Regions from separate parts of the Muntiacus reevesi genome. Here region 2 is linked to region 1. Evidence: chromatin contacts called from public Hi-C data. All regions are on one chromosome and are shown on one strand. Each heading gives the region's core, a stretch centred on a gene start, on an enhancer-like site or on the middle of the called end of the contact. The rest is flanking DNA. Distances are from core to core; before and after follow the strand shown. Region 1 holds the start of RNASEL (ribonuclease L). Region 2 holds the start of NPL (N-acetylneuraminate pyruvate lyase).

Region 1 (4,369 bases), core at 1,350-3,849:
TTTCACTAGCAATGTTTTCAAAATACATCTATCATAGAATTTTTTATTAGAGAATATTATAAATATATATCTTTTCATACTGCCCATGGGGTTCAAGCCTGAATATTCATTGGAAGCAATGATGCTGAAGCTGAAGCTCCAATACTTTGGCAACCTGATGTGAAAAGCTGACTCACTGGAAAAGACTCTGATGTTGGAAAAGAATGAGGGCAGGAGGAGAAGGGGGCAACAGAGGATGAGATGGTTAGACAGCATCACCAACTCAATGGACGTGAATTTGAGCAAGCTCCGGGAGACAGAGAAGGACAGAGGAGCATGGTGTGCATTCCAGGGTGTCACAAAGAGTCAGCCACAACTTAGCAACTGAACAGCAACAACAACATAAATATATGTAAATTTTAAACAAAAAACCTATTACTCTATTCTCCCTCTGCTTAGAAACAGGAGTAGTTAATATTTTAGTATAGTCTATAAATTATTTTTAAAAATAGTTGGGCTCATGATCTGTAACTTTGTATTCAGCTTCCTTTCATTTAATACCTTACTATAAATAATGTCCTGTGTTATTACAAAGTATTTTAAAATATTTTAATATCTGCAATAGACCATTAGAGAGGTGTTTCAGTTCCCTAATACTGAGCAGATTTTTAAAGTAACTTTTAAACCAGAGTTTCAAAATTAGATTTTTTTCACAATTCTAAATAATGTTGAAGCAAATTTAGCTTATTTTATGTTTTCTTATGAGAGATCTTATAATATTATAATAGATTTCTTACAATTAATTTCAAAGAACTGAATGACTAGTCAAAGGCTATGATTGTTTTTAGGATTCTCAACCTATATTAATATATTTTTTTCCAATGCCATATAAACACACTCTTACTAGAAATAAATGACCTCTTTAAAAAATCAGAATCCTTATTTAATAAGAAGATACGTGTTTTTTGACAGTCTGCATTTCTGGTTGAGCATGCTCAGTCCATTCCTGGCTCTTTGCAAGTGCAAAAGTGTGCACTCCTATTCAAAGTAGTGTAGAGTAAGCAGCAGTCCACAACCTTTTTGGCACCAGGGACCGGTTTCGTGGAAGACAATTTTTCCATGGACTGGGGGTGGGGAAGGGGTGGGTTTGGAGATGATTCAAGAGCATTACATTTATTGTGCACTTTATTTTTATTATTATTACATCAGCTCCAACTCAAGTCATCTGGCATTAGATCCCAGAGGCTGGGGACTCCTGGAGTAGGGGAAACAACTTGAACTCCCACCTCTGCAAGATCTAAGTTTGGCCCCTCGTTGTGTAACTCTAGACTCTTCCTAATTGTGTAACCTTAGATTATTGAGTCTGAATTTTCTGTTCCCTCAAATGGGGACAACAATAAATACAGCCCCCCATATAAAGTGCACTGAAGGAAGGAGGGGGGGGAAATATTAGGCCTTCAGTAAACGGTAGAGCTAATTACATCACTTTATGAAAAGAAAAAAAAAACCTTAACACATCCCATTCTTCCCACCCAGTGCTTTACATGCTACACAAATAGGGAACCTAGGAGATGTCAATTTAGTCCAACTGCCCTCCATCAGATCTGAGCCATTTAGATGCAATTCAGAGGGCAGAGGGCAGCAAACTTACCTGAATGTTTATAACTGCTTCTGCTACAAAAATCACAAAGCAACTATTTTTCAGCAGTCCCACCTGCCTGACAATCTCAAAGCCTCTACCCTCAGAGAGCTAACCAAATGTGCAGCGAAAGCACAGTCACCCAGCAGTGAACTCTTTGGATCAAATGTTTATGTAAACAACTTTAGTGACAATGAGTGTGAGGTGGGCTGGAAAAGATCAAGGAGAGAAAGAAGCTCAAAGAAACCTGGAGGATTCAGGGTTTCTTCAAACTTCTTTTCCTCTCTGCCTCCTTATTTATTCCAGGCACTTCCTCCAGCTGCTAGCTTCGAAGTAATACAATCATTTAAGAACACCACACCTTGGACTAACTTATGAGGAAATGCAAAAAAAAAAAAAAAAAAGATAGTAGTAAGACTCCACGGCCTGTAGCCCACCAGGCTTCTCTGTCCGTGGAACTTTCCAGGCAAGAGTACTGGGTTGCCATTTCCTGCTCCAGGGAATAATAATAACAACAATAATAAAAGAAACCCGAGTAAAACATCAGAGTGGAAAATAAAAAGAGCTCAACAAAAGCCCTGCAAAAGGAGAGGCTTGCTTTCAGTTTCATTTTCCCCACAGGACCAGAGGAGCCTGATAAACAGAGATGCCTTGAAGAAATAATGTGTGGATTATGACAGAACCCTGGAAATCTCAGAAGGACTCAGGAGCAAAGGATCCCCTGGGACTGGCCGGCTGGCTCCGTGTGCTCCTTCCTCTCCCCAGGTTCCACACCCACTTCACCTCCAGTCCCCCAAAGCCCGAGGAATCCTTCAAAGAAAACACCTTCTCAGGCTTTCCCAGCTCTCCTCCCTCTGCGTGTCCTACCTTCTAAACGCAGATGCCTTCTCCTCAGTCATTCCTCTGGCGGCATCTAACCTAGCAAGAAAGCAGGCCCTCCTGGGGACCGAGCCCGCGGGGCGGAACCCGGAGAGTGGCAGGAAGAGGCGGGAACGTTGGCCACGCCCACACTCGACCGCGAAGGCCTGAGCTGGCCACGCCCACACTGGGCAGCGGTGGCCTGAGCTAGTAGCATCTTTGGGCTTCCCCAGGGGCTCAAACAGTAAAGAATCCGCCTGCAATGCAGGAGCCCTGGGTTCGATCGCTGGGTCGGGAAGATCCCCTGGAGGAAGAAATGGCCACTCACCCCAGTATCCTTGCCTGGAGAATCCCATGGACCAAGGAGCCCGGGGCCGGGAGGGGGCAGGGAGGCCGCCTGCATCCTGCCCCCAGGCCTGCGGCAGTTCAGGTCACAGCATCCAGTTCCATCCCGACCACGTTGTTCCAAATCCCTTATCTTCTCAAGGGAAATGAACGGTAAATACACATTTATTGAGCACTGACTGGGTGCCCGGCAGTTTGTTCATTGCTTCACAAGAGATATGCACCCAGTCAACCCTTAACAATCCTGCTGATGATGAAACCGAGGCTCAGGAAAGCTAGGTGAGCGCAAAGCCCAAGCTCCCTCACCCGCCTGGGCACTCTGGAAACGGCACCAGGCTGGCAGTCCAGAGCTGTGGCTGTTCTGCTGGGTGACCTCAGGCAGGTGGTTAAATGATGTTGGGATACAGTGATTAATCACACAAATGCCTCGTGGGGGTCTTCCTGGAGCTTGCATCTTAGTAGGGAGAAATAGACCATTAATCATCGAGAAATGCAATATGTAACATGATTTTAGGTCATGATATCATGACCCTGACCATCCCAGTTCCTTATGGGCATCATCACTACTACCATCCAGTCCCCCATCACATCATACTGCTTCCCACCTCCTTGTCTCTGCACACGCTGCTTTTGCTATCTGAACTAATAATAATGATGGTAGTAGCAAGCATTTATGTAGCTCTTTAGTATGCTGTAGGAACTATTCTGAGCCAATAAAAAATACACATTTTTGTTGTTGTTCAGTCACTTAAGTCCTGAGATAGATGCTATTTTGACCCCATTGTACAGATGGAGAAAACGAGGCACAAAGTGATTAAGTGAATTCAGTTCTTCTAGAGATTTGAGCTACCTCAACGAACAGCATAGAGAAAGATGCCTACCCTCACTCTTGTGGGAGAAGCCAGAAAATAAACAAAATAAGTAAATTATAAATAAAACGCTTTATGGGGAAATCCTACAGAGAATAATAAGTAGAATGAGGAAGGTTGAAAACAGCAGAATAGGGAGTATGAGTCAAGAGAGATATTTTCTAAATAATGAAAACTGAAACTCCATTATCTAGCACCTAACTACATTACATTCCTTACCCTTAGGATCATTCCTCAATTATTTAAGTTTTAAATCTTTCTTCTCCTCAGAAAGCAATTTGAACAGCTGAGCCAATTTAAAAGGTTCGGTAACAGTGAATTACCTTGTGATCAGCACTTAATATGCCCTGAACACCTTGTTCTTGTTACCTAAGAGCGTCCATTAAAATTTTTTTTCTAGTTTTATTTTACTTTTTTATTTTGATTTTTTTGGTCCATGCCACGTGGCCCAGGAATCAAACCCAGGCCCCGGCAGTGAAAGCGCCAAGTCCTACCTGCCAGGGAATTCCCTCTAGTTTTACTGAGAAATAGCTGACATAAGTCATTCTGGAAATTAAAGTCATATAGCACGATGTATTGGTTCACATATACTATGAAGTAATTATCACAATAGGTTTAGTTAACACCCATTATCCCATATAGCTACAATAAAAGAAAAGAAGGGGAATTAGTAGCTCAT
Region 2 (4,369 bases), core at 934-3,433, 200 kb after region 1:
ATAAGTGACTTAGCATGCGTGCACCAAATTTATATAAACATTTATATATTTATATAAATAAACATATGCTAAGTCACCCCAGTTGTGTCCGACTCTCTGTGACCCTATGGATTGTAGCCCTCCAGGCTCTTTTGTCCATGGTATTCCCCAGGCAAGAATACTGGATTGAGTTGCCATTTTCTTCTCCAATAAATATAGCTATCTGTAAAATAGTCATATCAAATAGATTCAGAATATTGGCTTATTGGCTGGCAATATTACTCCTACTGATTTACATCTTTTGGGTACTTAATTTTTCATATATTAAAGTGTGACTTTGAGGGCTTCCTTGGTGGCTCAGTGGTGAAGAATCTGCCTTCCAACGCAGGAGACATGGATTTGATGCCTGGACTGGGAAGATCCCACATGTGAGGAACAACCAAGCCCGAGAGCCACAACTACTGAGCCTGTGCTCTAGAGCCTAGGAGCTATAACTACTGAAGCCCGTACACCTAAAGCCCACGCTCCGCAACAAGAGAAACCACCGCAATGAGCAGCCCACTCACCACTAGAGTTGTGCCACTAGAGAAAAGCCCAAGCAGCAACGAAGACCCAGACAGCCAAAAATAAAAAGAAATAAAATTTTTAAAAATTTCTTCAAGTGTGACCTTGAAAAAAAATACTAACGTTGTCCCACTGGGATATAATATTCTTTTTAACATAATGAATCAAACAGATGTAACTAGGACTCTTCCTTCCTTCCTTTTTTGCAGGATAACACAGACTTGCAGTTAGTAGATCAGCTCCCACATGACTTGAGATCAAATCGCAACTCAACTGCTCACTGGTTCTATGTGTGTTAGTCACTCAGTCGTGTCTGACTCTGTGCGACCCCACAGACTGTAGCCCGCCAGGCTTCTCTGTCCACGGAATTTTCCAGGAAAGAATACTGGAGTGGGTTGCCATTCCCTTCTCCAGAGGAACTTCCCAACCCAGGGACTGAACCCTGGTCTCCGGCCTCACAGGCAGCTTCTTTACCACTTGAGCTACAGGGAAGTCTATAGCCTTTGGCTGGTTGTATAGCCTTTGGCAAATCACTTAAGCTTTTTAAACTCTTGTTCCTGATCTATAAAATGGGAGGATGCATCCTCATCTGTAAAGTATGACTTTTTAAAAAATGGTACCCATCATATAGGATTGTTTTATGAATTCATTAATGAATTAATTTCTGGTGCAACGTGCAATGAAAGACCCATCCTAATGATTTAAAAGCATTTTGCAAACTAGAGAGCACTTCAGGAAATTCATTTTTTCTAAATGAAATAAGCATTGCCTGTTGTCGTTTATGGAAAACTGAGGTTAATTCACATCAGCAAGAGAAAGCTGAGGGATTTGTTTATGGTTGTGTTTCTGATTTATTAACACAGCACTTGATATTAGAAAATAAACTCTTGACATGTCTACAAGTGGAGATATTTTGGTTAAAAATACTTTTTCCTTTCAAAATTCTTTCAATTGTTCTCCAGAATAAGCCAGAAAAGCTGTTGCATTAGTAACAAATCCGCTTTTAATATCCGTTCATCTCTTTTTTAAAACTGGAATATAGTGATTCACAACATTGCATTAGTTTCAGTGAATCAGTTATACCTGTACATATATCATTTTTTTTTTTAAGATCCCTTTCCCATTTAGGTCATTACAGAGAACCGAATAGAGCTCCCTGTATTATACAGTAGCTCCTTATTAGTTATTTACTTTATATATAGTAGTATGTGTCAATCCCAATCTCCCATTTTACCACTCCCCCCTGTCCCTGCTGGTAACCGGCAAGTTTGTGTTCTATACCTGACTCTATCTCTGTTTCATAAATTAGTTCATTTTACCATTTTTTCTAGATTCCACTTATACACAACGCTTTAGCCTGGTGGCTTAGAGGTTAAAGCGTCTGCCTGCAATTCGGGAGACCTGGGTTTGATCCCTGGGTTGGGAAGATCCCCTGGAGAAGGAAATGGCACCCCAATCCAGTGTTCTTGCCTGGAGAATCCCATGGAGGGAGGAGTCTGGTAGGCTACAGGAGGGCAAAGAGTCGGACACGACCTCACTTTCTTCATACGCAACATCATATGACATTTGTGTTTCTGACTCACATCACTCAGTATGACAACAATCTCTAGGTGTAAGTCTTTCTAACAGGAGAACCCGCGGGGTTGGGGCAGCAGCAGGAGCTGGAAGAGCACGGAATCCCCAAGGGGCAGGCGGTGTTCTCAGCTTCTAGAAACAGCAGTCGGAATTTCCAAATCCAGAACCACAAAATACCCGTTGTGGCAAGGCCTCGGGCAGAAGGCAGGTTAACACGGAAAGGAGCCCAGGAGGGGAAGGACTGGCCCAGCAGAAGAAAAAGAAAAGATAGGTGTGGCTGCAGCTGAGGGGAGATGCGGGATGAGCGAGCGCGTGTTCGGAGAACCCAGGTGCAAGTTCCGATGCTCACAAGTGCGGTGGAGCCGGAGCTGCGCGCCCGTGGGCAGCCAGGCCCCGGCGTTGGCGGGGACACCCGGGGAAGAGGGAACTCCACCTGTGCGCCCGGCCTTGGGCTACGGGCGGCGCCGGCGGAACTGCAGCTCCCGGGCCGGGCGGGGCGGGCACGTGGTGCGCGGCCGCCGCGACAAAGAACGCGCCTGGGAGCCGGAGCGCAGCGCAGCGGCGCAGGCAGACTCGCGGCGGCTGGGTGAGCGCGCCCGGGCGGCGTGGACGGACGGACAGACGGACGGACGCATGGAGACCGACAGACAGGGAATGAGCGCAGAGGGGTGTGGGGGAGCGGACTCGGGGGTGGGGGAGACCGTGACGGCCGGACGCAAAGGTCAAGGCCGAGGAGCTGGGAAATGGAGCCTGGGGAAGTGTGAGCGCTACACCCTCCCGGCTCGGGGCTAGTGTCCGGACAGACGGACGGACAGACGGGAAGAGGACCCACTCCGCTAGGTTCTGTCCAGACCGCAGAGCCGGGCTTCAAGGATCTTTTTTTCAAAATGATCAAAGTCAGCCACTGGGGAGAAGAGAGTTTAGGGATTAAGTGTGATATAGCCCCTTCATTTGATGGGAAGCTGTGTTTCTGCATTTTTGTTTGTGTGATAGTTCTCTATTTCTGTTTGTGTCTTTCCAAGTATTTCTATCTTTCGAGTGATTCTCCACGCCTAGAACTGCATCCTCCTCGTCCTCCCCCAGCGATTTTTTTTCAACTTTGCCCTTTTAGGAGAGCTTGACTTAGGCAGCTTGAATTCTTTGCACTAAGGATTCTTCTTGTCGGTGGATAGAGGTGTTAACATTTCGAGAGTAATAGGCCCTCCCCAAGTGAGGCCTGTTATTAACTAATGACATTCTAAATACTCCAATTTACAAAATATGGATCATTCTCAGTTACCATGGTTGTGATTTTTTTTTTTTAACCTCCATCTCTTCCTGAAGCAGTTTCACAGTTTACAAAACCAGCAAACTTTGCTCATTTATTTTCCCTGTGACTCAGCTGGTGAAGAATCCACCTGCAATGCTGGAGACCTGGGTTTGATCCCTGGGTTGGGAAGGTCCCCTGGAGAAGGGAAAGGCTACCCACTCCAGTATTCTGGCCTGGAGAATTTCATGGGCTGTATAGTCCATGAGGTAGCAAAGAGTCAGACAGACTGAGCGACTTTCACTTCACTTCCTGAATCATTTTCACGGTCTCCAAAGTCAGCAAATTGCTCATTTATTTAGTGTATTGTTCCGCACAAAGATAAATTTTTGAACCGTTCTTGCCCCCGATGGCTTACACTGGAAAAGAAGAGCCAGAACTACCTATCTCTGATGTAGTTTTTAGTGAAAAGCAAATGTTTGCGGGAATTCTAAAGAGTAAGAAATTATTTATATTTAGGGGATCAGAGAATGTCCTCTCATATTTAAGGTGAGTTCCAAAAGTTGGTTATACTGAAGGGGTTGAAATGGGAGATACTGCCATTCTGGGTGGTAGAACAGGCGAGCCAGGACAAGGTAGGCTGCAACAGAGCACCAGGGACCAGTTGGACTGGTGTGCTTCAGGTGTGGAGCAATCTCTACAGAGACCATAGGCCAGGAAATCGGGTATTTGTCCCGTGGAAGCTAGGAAGAAGTTAATTAGTATTTTCTGAGCAGGGCAAAATCAAGATCAGAAATGTCTGAGATACTAGGTTGGTCTGGCAGCCTGCATATGTTGAAGAAGAGAGTTGGGGTTAGGACAGTGATTCCCAACTCTCATCCCAAGCCCCATATTTTTTAACAAAGCAAGCTGTATTTAAGTGCACTTAATTTGAGACATAGGTAGATAAGTCTTTCTATCTTGCCAGTTCAGGCTTTTGACCATCCTAAGAATATCCTTGTAACT

Evidence for each region. Hi-C and Micro-C count contacts between places; a contact is called where the count stands out from the background.
Region 2: a contact with region 1 is called in a Hi-C map of blood, with 2.3 times the contacts expected there. The contact joins the promoter of NPL here to the promoter of RNASEL in region 1. A contact is called at or near these places in 2 of 3 Hi-C or Micro-C datasets (blood and muscle).

What each region holds. Positions count from the first base shown.
Region 1 is chr5:108,971,767-108,976,135 of mMunRee1.1, forward strand. RNASEL (ribonuclease L) reads right to left here and starts at 2,600. Exons shown (of 8, transcript XM_065936167.1): 1 at 2,486-2,600.
Region 2 is chr5:109,168,545-109,172,913 of mMunRee1.1, forward strand. It overlaps NPL (N-acetylneuraminate pyruvate lyase), which reads left to right and starts at 2,184. Exons shown (of 12, transcript XM_065936170.1): 1 at 2,184-2,704. The coding sequence starts at 2,412.